Linked DNA regions of Urocitellus parryii: region 1 is linked to region 2. A link is a contact called in public Hi-C data. All regions are on one chromosome and are shown on one strand. Each heading gives the region's core, a stretch centred on a gene start, on an enhancer-like site or on the middle of the called end of the contact. The rest is flanking DNA. Distances are from core to core; before and after follow the strand shown.

Region 1 (5,347 bases), core at 14-2,513, 210 kb before region 2:
TAGAGTGCCACTGGGTTCAATCCCCAGTACCACCACAGCAACAACAACACCAACACCAAAAACCAGGTTTGTGAATAGGCAGGTACTAATTAAAAAGGGTAGGATGAGAGGGGAATGAAAAAATGATGGCAGCAATCCTAAGTCATTTCTTTATCACCAGGACTTAACCCTCAATAGCTGCTAAAATGCTAAATGATGAGTGAAAATTGAAACATTAGATAGTTCTACTCAACTAAAGACATCACATTCTGTTGACTAAAGTTCCTTTTTTTTTTTTTTTAAAACACAATCCCAAAGATGAGAAGGGGCCTCTAATTTATTACCATTTTTTTCTACACCTTTTGCGGATGCTTCTAATGGAGTTCTTACAATGAGAGAAATGCTTAACCAAGAATCCTAATATCACCGGAAAAACTGAAAAACAATGAAATAAATACTGGCAGCACCTCAAATCCGATTAAAGTGGAGGTGTAAATTAGAGTGGGCGAAAGAAAGTTCAATAGGCTTTAAAATGAAGGACACAGAAGAATAGGCAAAAAAAGTCACAGCTAGCAGAAGCATTTCTGGAATTCACATATCTTAATATCCGGTCTTAAATGTCTCCTGTCCAAGGTTTAGAAAAGGAAAGCCAAATGCCCTGCATCAGCTACCTAGAGGTGATTCTTGAACTAGTCAAAGAACGGAGAAACGCGGACAGGAGGGAGGCACCCCTGCAGGTTACAGTCGCGACCCAGGAGCCGCGGCGAGTGGGGCGCGGGGCCTCTGAGGCCCGTGGTACCTGGAACTCGAGGGTGCACTTGGTGCCCTGTGCTATGTCCTCGTAGAAGCACTGCTTGGCGTTGTCCGGCAGCTCGAAGGTAATTTCGGAGGCGCCGCCGGGCCCCGTAACCAGCAGCAGTAGCAGCGCGAGAAGCCAGCAGCCCCAACTGCCCGCGGCAGCCGCCCAGCGTTGCGCAGACCCCGGCCGTGGCATCCCGAGACGGCGGCGGCCTCGACGGAGCTGCGCTGAGACGCGGGGTCAGGTCTGCGCGGAGTCACCGCGCGCCGCAGGCCTCAGTCCGAGGCGCCCTGAGAGGACGCACGCAAGATCCGTCTCGAGTACCAGGGAGGTGTGGGGTGACAGCAAGCCGCCGGATTCGGAAGAGGGGCGCGAAGGGGCTGGGCCACGGTCAAAGAACCACCCGGAGAGTAAGGAGAAAGCCTTCAGAGAAACAGCGGAAAAGGCCTGAGACGGCCGGAAATGGGAGTAAGGGCTTGAAGGGAAGGGGCGGGGCCTAAGGCACCTGCTCCAGCGACCCGGATGTGTTCTCAACGGAGGAAAGGCAGTGGAGTGTGTACGTGGAAGCCCAGGAGGCGTCCGCGGTGCCTCCGCTGCAACTCGGGACGAGGGGCGGGGCCATCGTAGTAAACGGGTGGGGCGGGGCCAAGAGAGGGCGTGGGGCCGACCATTGCGTTGGAGGTGCCGATCGGGGTACCACTGAACTTTCAGGAAACAAGTAATTATGTGCTACTAGGTTTTGAGTGTCAGGGAAGCTCTGAGTGAAGCTCTGAGACTGGTAGTAGAGCGCTTTGCAATTTGCAGAGTTTTCCTATAAGTAATAATTAATGTTTTAAGGACGTAGCCTGGCAAAGACTGCAGACTGCGAGGGTTCTAATTCTTGCTCTCTACCTCCTGGCCATCTAACCTTGGGCCGGTTGCTTAAACACTCAGCCTCAGTCTTTGTATCTGTTAAATGAGAATAATGATAGTACCTACTATAGAGGATTATTATAAGATTTCATTATTTGAAAAAAGCACCTGAAAGAGTGGTTGGCACATGGCAAGCATTAGATAAGCTTTTTAAAAATAAAAATAATCATTTATTGAGCATACCTATCATCAAGCACATTCCACTTTTCAAATAACCCAAACTAGTTAGTTATTAAGGATATATTTCTGATAAGGACCTTAAGGATCAAAAAAGTTGAGTAAAGTGACATATGATTATACCACTGGTTTGTGTTGGAGTGCTTATAAATTAATAGAAGGTAATGTTAATAATTGTACCTAACGTGTGCTATTTCTTAACAGTGCATTATACATTTTCTCATGCATTTTACACGAATTAGGTATAATTATTATTTAAATAAATGACCACTGTGGGCTCCAGTCATGAGAGGTTTGAGTAGAAGATTTTATGAGAAGGAAATAGCAGTAGATAGATTGGAGTCAGGCAGGGAAGTGAGGGTTGGGAGGTTGAAAAGTCAGTGAAGTTGGGCTGCTTCTTGGTCTGGGGCACCCATATTCTCTACGGTGGGGGAAAGAAGTAGAATATACCTGAAGTCAAAGTCCTTAGCTGCTGGGAGGCAATTTGGGCAAACAGATCTTGAGAACCAGGCCAGTAACAGAAGCATTATTAGTGTTGGGGAGTGGAAATAAGACTGAATTTGAAAATAGCAAATGTGGGTTCTATTTACTAACTGTGACCTTGAGCAAGTAACCTTGCTCTTTTAAAAGCTCTCAGTTTTTTTTCCTACATAAAATGGTGATACAAAGGAACTAGCAAAACAGAATGAATAAGATTAAAACAGTAATGTGATATAGATCACATATCCCTAAAAAGGCAAAAATTTTCAAGTATAGCACTACCAGATATCATTAAGCATATAGAGCAAAAAAATCTCTCTGTGCTGCTAGTGGAACAGTAAATTGGTACAATCATTTTGGAATGCAGTATGGCGTTATCTAATAAGTATAAAATATATATGTGTGTGTACACACATACACATATACACATATTTGAGAGAGTGAGAGAGAAAATTCACATGGAAATTCTACTTTACATATATTTTCGAGTGTATACTTTAGAGAAGTGTTTCTCGAAGTATCTTCTGAATACCCTTGGAGCCTCTCAAACCCTTTCAGAGGGTCTATAATTATCTGTGTGAGGCTGGATTTTTTATTACATGTGTCAGCTGAAACAACGTGTTATAACAGAGTGAATGTAAAAAGAGATAAGCACCTATCTTCTATGAATCTAGATGCAAGAGATTTATAAATATATAAAGTAATGTCTCTCTTCTCATTAAACTTATTTGGCAAATATAGCTATACTTCATTTTTAAATATGTTATTGGTGTATAAATATCTGTAATGGTTTGAACTGTATACTGCAAAAAAACATACATCCTAACTACTGTTTCTGTGAATGTGACCTTATTTAGAAGTAGGATTTTTGCAGATGTAGTTAAATTAAAAATTTCTAGATGAAATTTTTTGTGGATTTAGGGTGATCCTTGAATTTAATAACTGGTGTTCTTACACAAGAAAAGAGGGAGACTTAAGACACACAGAAACACTTGGGAAGAATGCCACATGAAGACAAAAGTTATGATGTGTGTGTAAGTCAGGAATACCAAAGATTGTCCACAGCCATCAGGAGTTAGGAAAGAGATTTGAAACAGCTTGTCCTTCAGAACTTCCAGAAGGAACCAACACTCATTATACTGTAATTTTGGAGTTTTGGCCTCCACAACTGTGAATGAATAAGTTTCTGTTGTTTTAAGCCATCAAGTTTGTGATTATTTGTTATGAGATTTTCAGGAAATAAATGTAATATGTAATGAATTAGATGTTATTTTACATGAATTATTCAATAAATACTTAGTTTAAATGTCTCAAAACTCAATAAGTTTTTCATTTTAAATGTATTAATTTTAAAACTTTTATTTTTTTTTTTATTTTTAAGGTACTGAGACTGAAAAATGTGAGAATCACTGCCTTAGAGAAACTCATGCATAGGTATACCAGGACACATATACAAGAACAGAGCCAAAGCCTTGTAATAGTCCTGCTATTTTGGATTGGAAGTGTCCCCCCAAAATGCATATTGTAAAATATACCAGTGTGGCACTTTTGGGAGATGGTGGAAACTAAGAGATAGGGCATACTGGGTGGTCTTCAGGTCATCAAGGGAATGTTCTCAAAGCAGATTGTGTGAGCCCAGACCCTTCCTCTTCCTCTTTCTTCTTTTTCCCCTGGCCATCACATGAGCAGTTTTGTTCTTCTATGTACTACTACTGTGCTGTACTATCTTGTTGAAGACCTAAATGAAACAGAACTAACCAATCATGGACTGGAGCCTCCAAAACGGAGCCAAAATAAATTTTTATTTTTATAAGTTGATTATTTCAGATATTTCTTACAGTGACCTTGTTAGCCAGGTTTCTATCACTGACAGAATACCTGAGAAAATCAGCTTGGAAAAGGTAAGATTTATTTTGACTCCTGAGTTCAGGAGTTTCAGTTCAGATTTGGCTGGCTCCATTGTTTCTGGGCCTAGGTGGGCAGTTCATCATGGCGGAGAGTGTGGCTGAGCAAAGCTTTTCATCTCATGGCCATAGGGGAACAGAAAAAGCATCCAGGAGCAAAACATACCCTTCGAAGGCATTACTTCCAGTGACCTTCCTCCAACTGAGCCCTACCTCCTAGCAGCCTACTCAGTTATGAATTCATCAGTGTATTTATCCATTGATGAAGTCAGCATCTTCATGATCCAGTCACTTCTGAACATTGCTGAACTGGAGACCAAATCTTCAACACATGAGCCTTTTCAGGGACATTCTGGATCCAAACCACAATAGTGATGGAAAACTGACTAACCTAAGTCCCAACTGGAAATACATCAAACATCCATAAATTTGGATATATTTATAAAATAAGACATAATAGCAATGAAAATGAACACATTATAGGTACATAAGACAACATGTGGGAATCTTAAAAATATTAAAACTAGACAAGAAAGAAATTATGCAGAGAAAGGCTGACAATAAAGCTAAATAGGCCTGTTTTCCCTAATATGTTGAGAAAGTATACAGAAAAGCAAGGGAATGATTATCTCAAAGGTCAGGAGAATGGGATGGATGGAATTAGTAAGTAAGAAATGACAAAGAGTAGGGATAGTGGGCAGCCTCTTTCATGCTGGTGGTGCCATTTATCTTGACCTATATGGCAGATACAGAGATGTATACTTTCTAATTATTTATTAAGCTTGAATATGATCTATGTGCTTTTACTATGAATATAGTTCAGCAGAAAGGAAAGAAAATTTAATATATTGGATGCAACAGTTAATCATTATTATGGGAAAAAACACCTCAAAACTTGTGACTTGGGACAACTGTATTTATCATCTACTAGTAGGCCAGCTGGGTGGGTCTTGTTTCAGCTGAGCACATTCATCCTCTGTGGTCAATTGAGTGTTGAGCAGGTGCCTTGCTGAACTTGGCTCTACTCATTCATATCTGGGCAGGAGAGCTAGCTATAGGCTGCTTTAAGATGATCTTTCTTGGGTACAGTTGGACT
Region 2 (4,851 bases), core at 675-3,174:
AAGATATCCTGAGTGTCAAGCGATAAATTTTTGGTTTTGGTAAATGAACCCAGGAGTGTTTTTATTTTTTATTCTGAGACAGGGTCTCTTGCTGCTAATTGGAAGGTGGCCTTGAACTTGCCATCCTCCTGAGTTGCTGGGATTACAGGCATGCATTCACCACCATGCCTGGCTTTAAGTAGTAAATTTTGACTAAACCTTTAAAAAAAATCCTTTCAATGTAGGCAAAATGGAAAAAAAAAAACAATCCAACAACAGTCTGTAAAACATATAGGATTCTTTTGAAGAAAGACTCTGGTGATTAATCTGTACAAGTAATCACAGTTCATCAGGTGGAATGACAACAGATTTTTTTCCCAGAGGTAAAAGCAGTCTGATTTTTCTTTCTTTTTGTGGTGCTGGAGATTAAACTAGGGCTTACATTATCAGACAAGCATTTATCTTACAACCGAGCTCATTTTATCCCCAGCCCCAAATGAATCTGATTTAAAAGGGAAGCAGTGCTGGGAGAGGTAATTTTTCTCCACAGCAGCAGAAAAAAGTTCAATGAAAGGCCAGTGAGATCATGGATCAGAAAACTTATCTACCGTTCAAGACTCTGGAGAGAAAACTTGTCTAAGGAAATTCAGTCTCTTTGCAGATGTTTTGCTCACAAGCAACTCTCAACTCTCCAGAGTGCTCAAAACAAATAACATTAGAAATTAATTTCCAACAAAGAACAAATTCTCAAGCAGTAAACCGTGAGGACTGATAGGTTCAAGCAATGAAATGATTCACAATGGTTCAAAAAATTTTTAAAAAAAGGTAATATCTGTATTTTCAAATTTCCCTTAGCAATGTCCATACTGAGTAAAACCTCAAGTTTTTTCCGATTCAAGGAGTCCATTCACACTCTGTTGTAGGAGAGACAAAAGCAGCGATCTAATTCCAGGCCTTGCCACTGACCATCCTTAATCTGGTTGATTTCGTTCGCCAGTACTTCTCCATATTCTGACCAATCTGACCATCCTTATTACTTTAAATCATTATTCAAATAATTAGCTCCTATGTTAAGCACCGGAAGCTACTGAACTTTCACTCGGATCTCACCTTCAAGACTTGTAATCTAGCCAACTCACAGGTAGATTAGAATATATTGTAAAAAGCACGGAGGCAGCTAAGTACCTGGAACCACATGGATAACCAAGGCACCTAACGTAGCCCAGCAAGCACAATGGTGAGTCCGGAGACGGCTTCCTCGTGAAGCACTCGACAAGGTTTGAAAAATGAAAGCACGCTTCCTCTCTTCGGACCCCCAAAAATGTACCTCTGGTTCGCGCCTTCCTCCAAATTTCGATTCGTTATTGGCCACCACCCTTAGAGACCGCAGCTAAACCTCCCACCTCACTGCCCAGACTGCTCTCAAAATTACTTTTTTTCTTGGTGTCGCCTGAAGGCTCCTCTGTACCCGGAGAGACTGCAGCAGAAGATGGGGGTTCTGGAGTGGCTGTTTCTGGGGAGACATCCGTAAGTCCTTCACCGCCAGCAGCAGCAGTTGAAGGGAGTTGCAACACCGATTCAGGGTCCTCCGCCATATTGCACGGTGGAAAGCGAGAGCGGAAGTGGCAGCTGAGAGCGTGCAGAGGGCGGGCTCAGCGCTGAGGAGAATCGCAAAGGAGGCGCCAAAGGGGGATCTAACCCAACGGTGAACGTTGGAGCTTCCGGCTAGCTCTCCATATGGAAACTGTCTAGGACCCCTGGCTGTTACTATGGCATCTGGTGTTTTCTTACTGCGATAAACTTAAGGACGGGTTCCATGGGCAACATTCCCATGAGCGGCCAAGTGAAAAGCACCCCTCCGGTAAGTCGGCTCTGGCCCGAAAATGTTTCCGCTTCCCTCCGCATCTGCCCCGCCCTGGCCCCGCCCCTCAACCCCCCGCCCAGCGGCTCGGGAGCGCGCGCGAGCGCGTGCGGGAGGGGGCGGGTGGGGAAGGATCGCTGGCAAGATCCCGAGGCGAGGTTCGCGTGCCCGCCCCCGCCCTGGCCCCCAGCGCCCACCCAGTCGGCCCGGCCCAGCCATGATCAAGGCGATCCTCATCTTCAACAACCACGGGAAGCCGCGGCTCTCCAAGTTCTACCAGCCCTACGTAAGTATCCAGCCGCCGCCGATCATGGGCGAGGGGGAGTCGTTGACGGCGGGCAGCGCCCAGCGCGGCTTCCTCGGAGCGATTCCGTCCGGCGCGCTGCGGCCCTTTTAGCGCCCTGGCAGCCTCGAGCTCCCGGCTGTCATCTTCCAGTGGGTGTGAGCCAGGTGCCCACCTCCTCGCCGGGCTCCCAGCCTCCGACGTGGCTCTGCGGGGCGGCTCCTCCGCCCGTCTGTGGGCAGGGTGGTTTCCCGGCAGCTCGGGCCCGGCCCTCAGGGGTCGGGCATCCGCAGCCCACCTGCGCCCGCTCCGAGCCCCGCGCCCTAAGTCCCGGGAGCTCACCCCGCGCGGTTGCCTTCGTGCTGTGGGCGGCTCGGGTTGGCCCCGCTCTTCTCACAGCCCCACCTCCCTTACTTCCAACCCTTCCAGGTGGATTTCTTTATGTTCGCCAGTGGACAGATGGGCTACTGTTTTTCCGCTGTAATCCTCTCATAGCGGAGGAACTTTAGCCTCCCGCGTTTCGGTGACTGCACGCTCTGTACAGTCTCCCATGGATGTTTCCGTGAGATCAACTGCCCAGTGTGACTTTCAAGGTGTCTCCTTACAAAAGAGGAAGATAAGTGAGGAGCTGATAGTTTTATCATGCTTTTCACCTGATTGTGAATTACTTACTCTTGAAATAGCTGTTGACATTTTTCATGGCTGAAGTACGGTGATTCTATACCTAGAAGTTATGATTTCGGCTTCCGGTTGGGCATTTTTCAAGGGAATTTAGTTTCTCTTCTACTTCCAAAGAATAGTAATATTTGTAAAATCTCTCTTTTAAAACTGCATCGCTGTTAATATTCCTAAGTGCTCGAGGCTTTTAGGTAGTAATTTATAAATGATTGTGAAAGGGTTATATACATATGTGCCTACCTTGGGGCAAAATTCACCTCTAGGTTAAATACATAAAATTGGGCTCTGGATGATAGGATTAATGTGAGATGTAACTATTGTGTTGTATTGGGGCATTTTGCTTGTAGCCAGAAATGAACTTTCAATTCAGTATTGAAACTGTGCCAAGACTAATACTTTTATGCAGTTAGGTCCCAGATGGAACTCATTCTTGCCATTAAAAATTAAATGTGAAAATGTCAGTTTGTCTAAAATGATAATATAGTCTGTGGAGGTGTTGGCTGAAGAGAAATCTTGAGCTTATTTATTTCCTTAAGTTGTTTTGCCTTTGCTGGTGATAGAGAATATTTTGCATTAATCCTGGGTAGTTTTAGTTTAGTGTAACTTAAATATGAATGCTCCGTTTAAAAATTCTACATTATTCTTTAATCCAGAATATAATTCTAATTGATCCTTCTGAATAAAAAAAAATACCATTAACTTTCCGTTGTTAACCATTTCTTTAAAATGTTAATACCCTTTGTCAAAGGAACGTTTCTCTTAATCATTTTACCAGTGCCATTTTCAGTGAAGAAAAAGTATATTCCAATACTGAAATAGAATTCAAAATTTTATTTTTCCGTATCTCAATTTAATATTCCCTGGCTGATCAGTAATCAGTATACCACCCCGTAGTGTAGAATTTAACCATCTACTAAAATATGAATTTAATTAGGAAATCTGGAAATACATGTTTCTTGTTCAACAGTGGTAATAAAAATATTACAGGGTGATACATTTACTCACTAGATAGCACTGAAGCTTAATATGGAAAGAGGCTTCATGGGGAAATGTAGCTAGAAGGTATAAAAGGTCAGTTTATTGGTTGTGAAGAAGTGGGGTACCAGAAGCTGTTTCTGTGTATTAGTTTTATAAGTTGGATTTTTGCCAATAATATGCTTTCTCCAGTAGATTGTAATCTATTTGAGGGTAGATATCTTTTTCATTCATTTATTCCATCAGTTTATCAGTAAATATTTATTTCATGACTTATGTGTGCAGACACTGAAGATGAACAAATATATCTATCTTCTGCTCTTGTGGGAAGGGTGTAGACACAGCTAATAGGAAGCAGACTATATAGTGTGCCAGGTAGTAATAAATGCTGTGGAAAAAACAAAACAGGGCAAGGTGATAGGGAGTGTAAGGATGGCAGTTTTAAATAAGGTAGCCAGTTAAGTTCTCTTGAGAACGTGACATTTGAAAAAATACTTGAAGGACATAAGAAAGCAAGCCTTGCAGATATCAGGGAAGAGCATTCCAGGAAAATGTGTAAGCCCTGAGGAGAGAATGCCTCTTTGAAGAAAACCAAGAAGACTGGTATAACAAGAGCAGACTGTGTCAGGGAAGAATTGTTGGAAATGATGTTTGTTTGCATAGGGTATTGGAGTGCATTCTATTCATACTACCTGGAATGTCCTTCTCTTCCATTGCCACGTGTCCAAATTTGACTCCTTGTTCTAGACCCAGCCTAAGCATCTCATAAGTGTTCCTTGAAGTATTTTATCTTGCTGTAAGACTCCTCCTGGTTCTTAGGATTTAATTTTTTATCCTTTAAAGGTACAGTATTCTGTTTTACAGCCTATATCCTTGAAGGGAGGTATTAGGGTTTAGGTATATTGGTGTCACCCCAAGCAATCATCAATGAATCTTTTTTTCTGAGCTATATCCCTAGCCCTTTTTATTTTATTTTATTTTTTGAGATAGGGTCTCTGTTGCCCAGGCTGGCCTCAAACTTGCCATCCTCCTGCCTCAGCCTCCTGAGTAGCTGGGATTATAGGCATGTCTCACT

What was found. Hi-C and Micro-C count contacts between places; a contact is called where the count stands out from the background.
Region 1: a Hi-C map of muscle shows a contact between it and region 2, with 4 times the contacts expected there. The contact joins the promoter of Tmed7 here to the promoter of Ap3s1 in region 2. A contact is called at or near these places in 2 of 2 Hi-C or Micro-C datasets (liver and muscle).

Annotation. Positions count from the first base shown.
Region 1 is chr1:121,694,858-121,700,204 of mUroPar1.hap1, reverse strand. Tmed7 (transmembrane p24 trafficking protein 7) reads right to left here and starts at 1,263. Exons shown (of 3, transcript XM_026415476.2): 1 at 779-1,263. The coding sequence starts at 973.
Region 2 is chr1:121,489,740-121,494,590 of mUroPar1.hap1, reverse strand. It overlaps Ap3s1 (adaptor related protein complex 3 subunit sigma 1), which reads left to right and starts at 1,924. Exons shown (of 6, transcript XM_026415477.2): 1 at 1,924-2,126. The coding sequence starts at 2,058. It overlaps Atg12 (autophagy related 12), which reads right to left and starts at 1,811. Exons shown (of 4, transcript XM_026415479.2): 1 at 1,412-1,811. The coding sequence starts at 1,574.